Regions from separate parts of the Sus scrofa genome. Here region 2 is linked to region 1. The links are chromatin contacts, called in public Hi-C maps. All regions are on one chromosome and are shown on one strand. The core of a region is the stretch at or near the end of the contact, and the rest is flanking DNA. Distances in the headings are between cores, read along the strand shown.

What was found. Hi-C and Micro-C count contacts between places; a contact is called where the count stands out from the background.
Region 2: a Hi-C map of liver shows a contact between it and region 1, with 8 times the contacts expected there. The contact joins the promoter of LRP5 here to the enhancer-like site in region 1. A contact is called at or near these places in 1 of 5 promoter capture datasets (liver), 19 of 47 Hi-C or Micro-C datasets (alveolar macrophages, embryonic fibroblasts, fetal heart ventricle and 8 more) and 1 of 2 datasets of contacts at active chromatin or transcription factors (skeletal muscle).

What each region holds. Positions count from the first base shown.
Region 1 is chr2:4,588,795-4,595,319 of Sscrofa11.1, reverse strand. It overlaps LRP5 (low-density lipoprotein receptor-related protein 5), which reads left to right. Exons shown (of 23, transcript XM_021082719.1): 6 at 5,153-5,549. Among named protein-coding and RNA genes, the nearest start is that of LRP5, 62 kb to the left of the region's middle. Within about 2 kb of position 2,794, at least 6 of the 83 cell types and tissues checked have an H3K27ac peak or open chromatin away from gene starts, as enhancers often do. A contact at or near this core is called in liver, where this site is marked.
Region 2 is chr2:4,651,579-4,658,103 of Sscrofa11.1, reverse strand. It overlaps LRP5 (low-density lipoprotein receptor-related protein 5), which reads left to right and starts at 4,107. Exons shown (of 23, transcript XM_021082719.1): 1 at 4,107-4,362. The coding sequence starts at 4,275.

The DNA of each region.
Region 1 (6,525 bases), core at 1,545-4,044:
CTCGTGTTCGCACACCTCTGTATTGGCACCATCTGGGCTGGCTTTCGTGCTGCAGTGGTGGAGCTGAGGCTTTGGGAGGTGGCCAGCCTGCCACGCCCGGGGCATCTGCCGTCAGGCCCCCCGTGGAAAGCGCACAGACCCCTGCCAGAGACTGGAGGGCAGGCTGGAGTCCTCCCTAGAGAATGTGGCAGCCGTTCTCGTGAGTTTCCTGCTGGCACAGGCTGGGGTGGCCGCGTGGGTTGTGTAGCCAGGCTCCCACTGTGGGCACGGCCTGCTATTTGCATGAGGCTTCCTTGCACATGGGGCTGGACTCCGAGCTCCCCTGGCGTTCTGCTCGCAGCCTGTGTGACAGCTCAGACTCTCAGGGGTCCCCAAGCTGAGAGCAGACACGCACACCTCACCCCGGGGAGAGGGGCGGTGGTCGGTCAGCCCCTTGCTGTGCCTTCTGTCTGGAGGTCCCGCCCTGGAACCTGTCTTTCTATGGAAACTGTCCCCTCACTCTCTGCTCCTCGCATGTTGGGGTTTGAATTGCGTCCCCCTCAAAAGACATGAAGTCCCACCCCCTGGACCCTAATTTGGAAATTGGGTCTTTGCAGAAGTAACCCAGCTAAGCGGGTGGTCCTGCTGGATCAGGACGGGCCCTAACCCCCGTGACGGGCACCTCGTGCAGGGGACCCCCAGGTGCCGATGCACGGGGAGGAGGGCGCGGCGAGACGGAGGTGGCGATTGGAGGGGGTGACCGCAAGCCCAGGAGCGGCAGGGAGCGCTGGCCCGAGGCCAGGCGGGGCGTCGCCCCAGAGCCTCAGAGCGGCACCTTCATCTCGGGCGTCTGGCCCCCACACTGCGGGCAACCCACCTGGTTTGCGGGGCTGTTTCGGCAGCTCTTCTGCCTGTCTGCTCACAGGTGTCAGTGCGGGCCTGGCACAGGGACGGTGCCCCGTGGCTTGGTCTGGATGGAGGTTGACAGGGAGGGCGATGCTGAACGGGTTGTGTCTGTGGCCCTGGGCCACCCCTCAGGTCTGCTTTTCTGTTTTGAGGAGGACACTCTGCCAGGAGGCTGCGCCCATGCCCTGAACTTGGCCCCCGGGCATAGCCATGCGTCCCTCTTTCCTGAGTGTGTGCAGAGCGGGGCAGGGCGGGGCAGGTCCGAGCCGCCCGGCCGGCCAGCGAGGGCAGCTTTCGCTTATTTTGGCAGCACCGGGGGGCAGGCTGTCGGTTTAAACAATCCCAGAGAAAACCATTTGGCCAAACGCTTCATTTCTAAACAATTTACCTTCCTGGTGTTTAACAAACTCCTCCCCAGACGCTGTGCCTGGTCCCAGGCTTGGGGTTGGTCTCTCTTCCCGTGGCTGGCCCAGTGCCCTGCGCCCACCCCAGGGGTCCCAAGGCCAGGCTTCTGCTCACACCTCATTCCCAACAACCTCAGACGTCGCCTGTGAGCATCTGCCATGGTACGTCTGCCTGCAAGGGTGCCCAGGCCGGCGGTCCCCTCTGTGCAGCTGCCCCCCGCTGGCCTGGCCCTGGGTGGCACACCCCATGCCTCCGGGCTGGGCATGACGTGCCCAGACCTTCAGGCAGACAGGCCTGCATGCCGCTCTCCTGGGGGTCCTATTCTCTGCATTCTTTTTCAACAGAGCTCAAGTGAAACCTCAAAGGTTCTGAGACCCAAGGGGTGTCAGAGAAAGCCCCTCCCACTTGAGAGTCAATTAACACCTTCGGATTCACCCCAGCACTTGATGACTGCCTCTGCCACAGAGACTTAACTCTAAGCAATGCTGATAATGGGCTTCCCTGGTGGTGGGGGCGGTGTGCTTGAGGCTTTGTATCAACCTGGTTACCCGAGGGCTGGGGCCGGGCACACTTTGCCCTGGTGGCTCTTTGCCCACTGGGGACACTCTGCTGGAATCTGCTGCGTGGTCACAGCCACGTGGATCCCAGACCCCTCCGTCTCAACCGGCAGCCCCCTTCACAGATACCCGTGACCCCAGCTTCCCTTCCTAGACGGAGGCACTAACGGTCTCGCGTGCTGAAGGTCTCTGCCCTGTGACCCCAGGAGTACCCTTGGGGACAATGCCCGCATCTGTTTGTCCCACCCCAGGTCCAGGGCCTAAAAGATACAGTTGGGGTGACTGAGCCAGCTGTCTGACCTTGGGCTTCTTGCTGGTGCCGATTCCAGGGATTGAAATGTTCACCGGACCTTATTTTCCCACTGGCTGCTGTGTGCCCTTGGGTGGGAAGCTCAACCTTTGTGTGCCCCGGGTTCTCCTCAGTAAAGTGGGGCATAATCACATTTCAGAGGTTGGTGTAAGGATTGCGCTATTTGGGGCGACTGTGTCTAGAGGATCATGGGAGCAGGGGTGGGAGCCACAGGCTCAGCATGTGTTTTGGGGCCGAGGGTCGGGTCATGTTGGGAGCCGATATTTTCTGTGGCACTGGGCAGAAGTGCCATTTGAGGTCCGATTTGTCATATACACTCTTCCATGTGCGTGGCGAGGCTGTCCCAAGCCTCAGCTTGGGAGCCAACAGCCTGTTGGGACAAGTACCCTGGGGCACAAGGCTCTTCCTGGCCATGTCCTGGGGAGCTCCCTCCGGCCCCCCGCCCGACCCCGGGAGATTAAGGCAGAACCCTCCATAGAGTTTGGTTTATGGTCCTCTCGAGTCAGAGCTAGATGGAGACTCGGACACCTTCCACCACAGATGAGGAAACCAAGGCCCAGAGAGGGTCAGGGACCTGCCCGGGTCCTCCACTGCCTGCCTGGGTGTCCCCAGCCCGGGGCTCAGGAAGCTACCGCTGTCCGCATGCGCCCTCTAGCGGGGGAATCGGATTATGAACTCTGGGCCTTGACATGCAGGGCAGGGAACCCCAGAACCACTCTGCAAAACGCGGGGTTCTCTGGTCTCCACCCTCCTGGCAGGAAGCCCAGTCTGTTGATTGCGGACTGTGTGGACCCGGTGGCTGCAGAGCCCAGGCCTGGGGGCCTCATTATGACGGAGGTGCTGGACCCTCCCCCTCCCTCACTGCCCTGAGACTTCAGGCAGCTTCTTCCCTGTTCTGGGCCTGTCATCCAACCAGGCGCATGGCCTCAAAGTCTGGAAGTGGTCTCTGCGCCTCATCTTGCCCCCGTGGGTCCTTGGGACCAGAAAGGACCAGAGTGAACTAGTGCATGGGGACCCAGCTCTGGGACAGTGGGTGCCCATCCTGACTCCAGCTACCTCTGGAGGTGTCCAGGTGAGGGCTGCCCCCCTCCCCCAGCCCCTGGGTCCCTGAGCCTGCGTGAGGCCACACCTGCTACTTCTGCTCGAAGTCGTGATGAATCCCAGGGAGGGTGCAGGACAGAGTCAGATGCGCTTTTATTCATGGCAAGTCGTGGCCTTCTCAGACTCTGAGAGTGTTGTTGCCAGAAATTTACCTAACACGGGGCCATCCTGGGAATTATGATCTGTAATAGTAATAGTCCACTCTGTCCGACATGCTGTGATAGTCTGTGTGGGGAGAGAATCGGAAAGAGAATGGCTGTGTGTACACGTATCACGGAGTCACTTTGTTGCACAGCAGAAGTCATCACGACCTTGTAAATTAACTCTACTTCAACAAAACTGTAAAAAATGAAAAGAAAAAGGAGTTCCCGCTGTGGTTCAGCACTAACGAACTCGACTAGGACCCGTGAGGACTCGGGTTTGATCCCTGGCCTCGCTCAGTGGGTTAAGGATCCAGCGTTGCCGTGAGCTGTGGATGTAGGTCGCAGACGCGGCTCGGATCCTGAGTTGCTGTGGCTCTGGTGTAGGCTGGCGGCTACAGCTTCGATTTAACCCCTTGCTTGGGAACCTCCATATGCCGCAGGTGCAGCCCTGGAAAAAAAAAAAAAAGTCTCTTAATAAGTCAAGAAAGAAAGAACATGTTTCAAACCAGTCACATCATTGTTCCAGGCTATAAAGGCTGAGGTGTACCTTTCTCTGAGTTTGTTCTCTGTGGAGTCAGTTGAAGCTGGGTATCAGCCGCCAGCTTCCACCCCTTGCTGCCGGCGCACATGCTAGTGGGTGATGGCACCAGAGTTGGTGGGGGAGGTGAATGTCCTCACTCCGGGGGCCCTTGTACCACCGCCTGCAAGGAGGAGCCTTGCCAAGGCCCCTCTCTCCTGAGACTGTTGCCCACTTTCATGCCACTGCCGACCAGGAGTGGCCTGGCCCCGGCAGGAGCAGCTCCAGACCTTTGGAGAGCTGTTTAGATCAGCAAAGAGTCACCTGGCCCAGCCCGAACACCCTCTGGGTGAGTCCTCCTCACAGACTGGGTGTTTCAAGCCCCAGCGTCCAGCGCGTCCTGGCTGCTATTCCGTAATCCGCATCGACCAGCCCCCAGCGGAGCCCAGGCCCGTCCCCAGCTGGGCTTCTCAGCGCTTACCCACAGCAACAGATGGTCCGTGGTGTCACCCTGGCATGGCTTCCCAGTGTAAACAGATCAAAACAGCGTCACTTAAGTCATAAACAAGGGGGCTGGTAGTCACAACAAACCAATACACAGCAAAACGCAAGGCCACCAGGGTGACAAAGAGGAAGATGGGGCAACGGCCTCCAAGGTGCTCACCTGTCAGTGAGATGCCCACCTGGGCAGGACAGGACCTGGGATGATGTGTGTGCTCTTGGGGCCTGAAGCTGCCTTGCTGGGTAGGTGTGGGGAGGCAACGGTGGGCCTCGGGGAAGAAGCAGCGTTCGGGCTGAGCCAGGAAGGGTGAGCACGTAGAAGGTGAGGTCCGGTGGGGGCTCTGAGGAGTACGGTGGGCGAGTGGGGCCTGGAGCCCAGTGCCGGGTCGGGACTGCAGTCGCGGCCGGTTTGTGGCCAGGAGAGGGGCTTGCAGGGAAGAAGGAGTTCTGAGCGCGAGGCGCTTCTTACACAGCGGTTGGAGCTGGTGGCTGTGTGGCTTTCAGAGGGCTGCTTAACCTCTCTGTGCTTCTGTCTGCTCGTCTGGACGTTGGGGACACACATAGCGCTGGCCTCAGGGATCTCTTTCAGGATGAACGAGTGGCTGCGGAGGGAGATCACAGCAAGCGTTCCCTGACACGACCTGTCATCGCAGGGGCGTCCCCGGGGACCCGGCAGAGCCCCGCCCTGCCCCCCGCAGGCCCAGCTCTGACGCCCCCGCTCCTGTGTCCGCAGGGGCCGAGGAGGTGCTGCTGCTGGCCCGGAGGACGGACCTGCGGAGGATCTCGCTGGACACGCCGGACTTCACGGACATCGTGCTGCAGGTGGACGACATCCGGCACGCCATCGCCATCGACTACGACCCGCTGGAGGGCTACGTGTACTGGACGGACGACGAGGTGCGGGCCATCCGCAGGGCGTACCTGGACGGGTCGGGGGCGCAGACGCTGGTCAACACCGAGATCAACGACCCGGACGGCATCGCGGTCGACTGGGTGGCCCGCAACCTCTACTGGACGGACACGGGCACCGACCGCATCGAGGTGACGCGCCTCAACGGCACCTCCCGCAAGATCCTGGTGTCCGAGGACCTGGACGAGCCCCGCGCCATCGTGCTGCACCCCGTGATGGGGTAAGGCTGTGGCGGGCGGGCCAGGAGCTGGGCGGCGCGGGGCTGGGGGTCCCGGAGCTCTCTCCCGAGACCGGGTGGGCCTGAAGGCTGGGCCGGGAGCTGGGCGGCGCGGGGCTGGGGGTCCCGGAGCTCTCTCCCGCGACTGGGTGGGCCTGAAGGCTGGGCTGTGGGCTCAGTGCCCGTTCCGATCTTGCATTTCCAACAAGCTCACAGGAGATGGGCCGATCTGGGGACCAGGCTTTGAGAAGCTCTCACACAACTTGGTTACATTTATAGCAAGTCCTGGAGACCTTGGGTCAGTCATTTTTCTCCCTGGGCTTCAATATTCTCACCTATAAAAGCAGAGCCACCCACCAGGGTGACTTCTGAGCTGATGCTGGTAACAAGAGCGGCGGCCACCGCAGCCCTTACTGCACTTGAGCCGGGCCTCAGCAGGCACGTCTGCCTCCTCTCCTCCCCTGTGGGGCGGGCGCAGGGTTCAGAGGAGGAAGCTGAAGCCCAGAGAGGAGAAGGGACTTGCCCAAGATCACGCAGCTGGGAGGTGGGGACTGGACCTGGCGGTCTGGTTCCAACTTCCCATTTTAGGATTTGGTGACAACCGAGAGCTTCTCCGTCATTGCAGGAGCCTTTCTGAGATGCCAGCAGCTCAGAGGGTAGCGGCTGGGTCCCTTCCTACGGGCTCGTGACCAAGAATGCGAAGCTGGTGGACCTGATGGGGGAGGGGTGCTGGGCGTTCTGGGGGCTGCAGAGGAAGCCCCCTGGCCTCAATGCAGCATGAGGGACCAGGTCCTGGAGAAGGTCTGGAGGAGCTGGGAGGACAGAGGAGGGCCACCCCGGCTGCTGCCCCTCAGGTGTCAGGAGCTCTTCCCATCTCCCCGGGGCTGAGGCTCAGGTGACGTGACCCATCGCGGTGCCTGGTGGCGGGGGCTGTCCGCCTGTGGAGCCCGTGCACCCTGCCCTGGCCCGGGACTGTCGG
Region 2 (6,525 bases), core at 2,858-5,357, 61 kb before region 1:
GGATCCTAGTCAGATTCGTTTTCGCTGTGGCATGATGGGAATTCCAAAACATTTTTTAAACTGGCTAAAAATAAAACTAAAAAAAAAAAAAAAAAGTTGAGCCGATGTTATCATTCCCATTTTATGGTTGAGGAAACTGAGGCTCAGAGAGGTGATGGTCAGTCTGTGTGCCTCACACCCCAGCTATCTCCACAGAAACCATGGCCCGCTGCCAAGTCAGCCTGGCACTGCCTACCACCGCACACCAGTGGCAGCTCTCCCTGGCCTGCTCCTGGTGCCTGATGCTGGGTGGTGATGCCAGTGCAGGGAGGGGCCCACGGGGGTCTGAAGGAGAGCCAGCCGGCGGACATTCCCACTTCGAGCCTCCAGAGAGCCCGGAAATGCCAGCGCCCAGGGCACACCTCTGACCACAGCCGCCAGGCCTGCCCGGTGGGAAGGCTCACGTGCCCAGAATAACTCTCCAGAGTCGGCATGTTCCAGCTCGAGAGGGAACCAAAAAGGCATTTCCTCCAAGCGACCCGGGGCTGAGAAGTCATCCTCTGATGAGCCCAGACTGGGTTGAGCCCCTGTTCCCAGAAAGAAGTAGATCCGACAGGCGCTCGGGCCCCGTTACTTCACTGGGATGGATCTTGCATCTAAGCAGTGAATTGAGAGCGACCACTTCCAAAAGCGAGGCCAAGAAAAGTCTGGTGGTGTGATGAGCTGGGACAGGCAGTCCTCTGGGAAAGTGGAAGCTTAGCACCGTCTCTGCTTGCTTCTTACATTAGTGAAGAGTCTAAAAATTACTGTCCTTGGGAGCTTGGAATTCTGCAGGATCCAAGAGGGATTTGATCTCATTGTTCTTTGCAAACAACTTTCTCAAAGCTCTGATCAGGTCAGGCCACCCGGGCTGAGGCTCTGATGCCTTGAGACTTGGGATACGGTCCTTTCCCTCTCAGAGCATCTCTGGTGGCTCCTCCACGATGGACATCCCGAGAGGTGGCCCAGGAAACTCCAGGGCACCCCAGGAACTGCTGCCAGCTTCTGCCATTCTCTGACTTAAATGGCCTCTTCTCTATTTACTGAATTCTCTCATTCCGAGAATCGAGCTTTCTCTCCCTCTTTGAGAACAAAGAATCTCAGTGTCTTTACATTCTCGGTTTATTTTCCTTTCGGTTATTTGTGTAACAGAGCCCAGGGTCTCATTTTCTCCGTGTCCCTTCCCAGATTTAGAACCTCGACTTGAACTTTGGACCACTGACGTAACGAATGTCCCTCTAGCAGAGTCCCGATGGTGGGGCCACCCTGGGCCCCCTTCCTCTCATCCCCACCGCCAGAGCCCTTAAGGAATCCCACTAGGTCTTCCTGAAGCATCCTGAATCCAGCCCTTCCCGGCCATGTCTGAGCCCCCTACCCCCTGCCTGTCCAAGCTGCCGTCTCTCCTGGCTGCTACCACAGGACACACCTGCTGACCTGTCACTTGCAAACTCCCTTCCTAACAATCTTATTCCCTCACGGCAGCCAGAGTTTTCCCTTTATAAATGCACACAGTATCTTTCTAGTTCATTCATTCATTCATTCAACATTTATTGAGCACCTACTATGTGCCAGGCCCTTGTGTAGGCTCTGGAGGGATAACACATGAAATAAAGCAAGCAAAACTCTCTGTTCTTGTGGAGCTTGCTTTTCTTCCCTTTCTTTCTTTCTTTCTTTTTTTTTTTTTGGTCTTTTTAGGGCCACACCCATGGCATATGGAGGGTCCCAGGCTAGGGGTTGAATTGGAGCTACAGCTGCCGGCCTACATCACAGTCCCAGCAAGGCAGGGTCTGAACCATGTCTGCGACCTACACCACAGCTCAGGGCAACACCGGATCCTTAACCCACGGAGTGAGGCCAGGGATCGAACCGGTGTCCTCGTGGATACTGGTCAGGTTCGTTTCTGCTGCACCACAATGGGAACTCCTATTCTTTTTTTTTTTTTTTTTTTAAATTTATTTTGCTGGATTCAGGATGCTTCAGGAAGACCTAGTGGGATTCCTTAAGGGCTCTGGCGGTGGGGATGAGAGGAAGGGGGCCCAGGGTGGCCCCACCATCGGGACTCTGCTAGAGGGACATTCGTTACGTCAGTGGTCCAGAGTTCAGTGGTCCAGAGTTCAACTCCTATTCTTTTTTTTTTTTTTTTTTTTAATTTATTTTGGAGTTCCCATTGTGGTGCAGCAGAAACGAACCTGACCAGTATCCACGAGGATGCAGATTCCAACCCTGGCCTTGCTCTGTTGGCTGGGGATCCAGCGTTGCCGAGAGCTATGGTGTTAAGTAGCAGATGCGGCTCGGATCCCATGTGTGGCTGTGGTGTAGGCTGGCAGCTGTAGCTCTGATTTCACCCCTAGCCTGGGACCTTCTATATGCTGTGGGTGTGGCCCTAAAAAGAAACAAAAATTTCATGGAAGTATAGTCGATTTAGAATGTTGTGTTAATTTCTGCTGGACATCGGTTTCTATTCTGATTGGTGTGGGAGCCATAGCAGGTTCCTGAGCAGAGGAGGGATGTGAGCTGACTTGTTTGGACAGGCTCACGCTGGCGGCTGTGAGTTGGGGCTGAAGGGGGTCAAGGATGGAAGCAGGAGACCATCGGGGGCTGACGTGACCCAAGCCGGAGTGGTGATATGGGAGGTATAAGAAGTCTTAAGAGTTTGCCTCCATTTTGAATGTAGAGTCAAGAGGAGGTGCAGCTGGGGCTGGGCAGAGGGTGGAAGAGAGGACGCAGCAAAGCTTGTGCTGCTTAAACTCCTAAAAGGCGTCCCACTGTCTTGGGATAAACTCTGGAGTCTTTCTCCAGGTCTGACATGCACTGGCCCCGGCTGGCTTCTCCTGCTGCTCCATCCGCCTCTGCCTGCTCCTGCCCCAACCGTCCCCGCCTCCCTAAGTCAGAATTCCCCAGACCTTGCAGCACAGCACCCCTCCTTTTTCATGGCCCTCCTTAATATGTTAATGGTGTGTTGGGTGTTGGTTTTGGTTTTAAATGTATCTATTTTCTTGTTTTTGTCTCCTTCCCTAGGATCTAAACCCCATAGGACAGAGACATTCTGCCTGACCACTAGCTTTGTCCTACAAGGTGTCACACCTATATGAAGAACGCATGCACCCATGGACTGTGCTCTTCCCAGGAGTTACCGTTATTTCTCCGGGCACCTGCAAGGTAAGCATCGCTCCCCCGATTTTATAAGGAAGGAAAGTGTCCCGGCAGAGGTTACATTTGGACCTGCCCAAGGCACACCTGATTCTAGGAAGCGGTAGGACCCGAGTCTGACCTTGGGCCTGTGGATTCCAGAGCGTGTGCTGCCCCTTCCCAGCCCTTCCTGGGCCCTGAAGCTCAGGTGGGCACAGAGCGTGGGGTGTGGGGGGGGAAGGGAGGAGGGGGTGAAGTGGGGGTAGGTGGGGTGGGGGAGGGGTGTGCTCAGTGCCAGCTTGTTGAATGAATCGCAGGTAAGGTCTGCGATCCTAGAGGCCGCCTGCAAGCACATGGGAAGAACGGCGTATTTGCCGCTCAGGCTTCATTCAGGTACAAGGAATGCAGAGGGTTTTCAGCTGGTTTAAACAGCAAACCTCAAATCCTCCCTACTGCCCGCCCGTGCCGCTGTCCCTGCCCAGCGCGGACTCCCGGTCGCCCTTCTCTGCTCTCCCCTGTGACAACAGGTGTCACGGGGCCCGTTCCGCCCGGACCCCGCTGGGGCAGCTGCGGTCGCGGGAAAGCGCGCAGACCTGGCTCGGGGCCCTGGCTTGCAACCCCGAAAGTGCCGCACCAAGTGCCCTGGGGCAGCCCCCTTCGCAGCCCCGCCCCCGTGCCTCAGTTTCCCCATCGGTCAAGTCCGCGCCCGCCGCTCTGCAGGTGACACACCTGCTTCCGGGGCTCCATCAGCCCCGGGGCCCCGCGGGGTGGAACCGGGCGCCCGACCTCGCGTCCCCGCGGAGCCCCGGCGCCCGCCTCCGGGGGCAGGGGGCGCGGGCAGCGCCGCGGGGCCGGCGCGCGGCGGCCGCCGGGCCGCGGGCGGGCTGCGGGGGGCGCCCGCGGGAGGGCGCGGCCGGCGCGGGGGGCGCGGGCGGGCGGCGGCGGCGGCGGGGGGCGGAGACGCGGCGCGGCTTCCGCTCCCGCGCCTCCTCCCTCCTCCCCCGTCGTCCTGGTCCGCGGCGCCCGAGGGGGGAGGCGGCAGGCGCCGGGAGCCGCGCGAGGAGCCGCGGCCGCCGCGCCATGGAGCCCGAGTGAGCGCGGCGCGGGCCCGTCCGGCTCCGGACAACATGGAGGCGGCGCCGCCCCGGCCGCCCCCGCCGCCGCCGCCGCTGCTGCTGCTGCTCGCGCTCTGCTGCAGCTTGGCCCCCGCCGCGGGTAGGTGGGCGCGGGCCGGAGGGACAATGGCCCGGGCGCCCGGGCGGCTGGCCGGCCCCGCGGCCAAGTGCGCGGCGCCGCCGCGGAAGCGACTTTGCAAGTTGGGGGCGAGTTGGGGCGCGCGCCACGGGTCCCCGCCGCCTCCCGCTGTGCCTGCCGCCCGGGGGCCGCGCGCGGGCCCTTTGTCTCGCCCGCCCGGGCCCCTCCCGGGGACGCCGGGCCCCGTGCCGCGGCCCGGGCCGGCGAGGACGGCGCGCGGGCGGCGCCGACCCCGCCAGGTGCGGCGCGGGCGGGTCCTCACCTGCCCGGGCCCCGGGGCGCGCTCGGAAGCGCGGCCGCCCGAAGTGGGCCGGGCGAGGCCGTGCGGGGACCGTGCGGAGCCCGGCCCGCGGGCGGGCACGGAGCGGGGACTTTCGGCCCAGAGGCAGGCCTCGCCGCGCTGCGTCGGGAACTCTTTCCCGAGCCTGTTTCCGATGGCCGCGCGGCCGGCCTGCGAGCTCCGGGAACTGATTGAAGTTGCAGAGAAAGTTCTGAGTCCGGCGCGGGGCGGCCTGGCCTGTGCCGCTGCCCCTTTCAGCTGCGTTGCTGTCGGTTTCCCAGCGGACTGACACCTGCCAGGTGTCCGGACGACCCGTCTGGCCGCTGAGGCCCCAGGGACACGCAGCCGGTGCCCACCCCGGTCGGGGGCCGGCTGCGTGGGGCCGCCGCGCGGGGTGACGTGGTCCCAGCGCGCGGCGTGGGGCCTCGGCTGTACACAGCCTTTGGGAAATCGGGGACTGAGGACCTTTCTGTCCAACTTTTGGTGTGTCCCAAGGGGTGGAGTTGAGGTCAGGAGGACTCAGGAAACTAAGCGCCTTGTGAAAAGCTACACATGTTCTTTTAATTTGGAGATTGCCATGTGGTTTTTGAAGCAAGCCTCTTGCTACCTAAATCATGCTCTTCCGACGTGAGTGTTTTGCTTTGCTGGAGTGTGGCCGGCCAAGTGGACACGGGAGACCTGCGCTCTCCAGGCTGCTGTTCTGCTGGTGGCCGTTGGGGGTAGGGTGGGGGGCTCGGGGCCCTTTGTTTGGGCCTCTTTAAAGCAAACAGCTGTCTCCCTGAATATTTCCAGGGGGGACACTGCAGGGAGCTGGCCTGGCCTGGCTCTGAGGTCACGTTCCCCGCTCTGCAGCCCTACCACTGAAGTTTGGGGGGGCCGAGAGGGATGGTCGCCTTAAGTCCTCCTGCCCCCCAGCCCGAGCTGGGAGACTCTTGGCACTCTCACCCCCAAATTTGCCTGGCTCAGAAGTGTTTACATTCTTGGCCCCTCCGATACTAGCAAAACAAGGTGACGACAAAACAGTGACAGTATCTGGGTACTTCAGGCCCCGCTGCCGCTTCTCCTTCTGGAAATGCCTGGATCACGGAGGCAAAAGGGTTTTTTTGGGGGGAAGATGTTTGTCTTAAAGGTGGGGTTTCTCAGCCGGCAGCTGCGCCGCTTTTCGCTTGGTTGCCGTTTTTTGGAGGTCCTGGGGCCTTGGGGGTGATGTCGCTGGGCTTGAACGCCTGTCCCGCGGTTCCAGCCCCCGAGGACCCCGAGGAGAAGGAATCACGTCTGTGGAGTTCAGCTGTGTAGGCGGCAAAAATAGAGTTGATTATTTTAACATTAGGAAGCGTGTCACCGTGAGGTTTTTGGAGCGCCGGTAACGTGGTCGTCTCGTCCTAAAGTGGAACACAGAGGCCGGCTCTTTCTGCAGAACTGTTTCGACTGTTCTTGATATGCCATGTCCCTGATTTCTGTGTTAGATTTATGCCTCCGACCCGAGTGGAGCCGGTAAGTTGTGAGCTAATTATTTTTCCTGATTGCTTCCTGTTGCAATTTGAAACGGTGAGCCCACGGAAATGCCTTTGTTGTAGTGGTCCCGGTGCTGGGAATGTCCTGCCCCAGCTCCACTGGCCAGGCCTCTCCCCTTTGACCCCCCCTGGGCTCTTGCTCCAAGACCGCACACTGCCCCCACCCCCAGGGGGGTTACTGCAGATGCTCACTGCCTGCCCACTGGGCAGGCCCAGCAGGTGGGTGCTGAGTGAACTAAATGCTGTGGAGGGGCCACTGAGTGTCCCCCTAAGGGCCCCTCTGCTTCTCCGAGCAGGGCCCACGTGCCTTTAACCCTCCCGTTCAGTTCT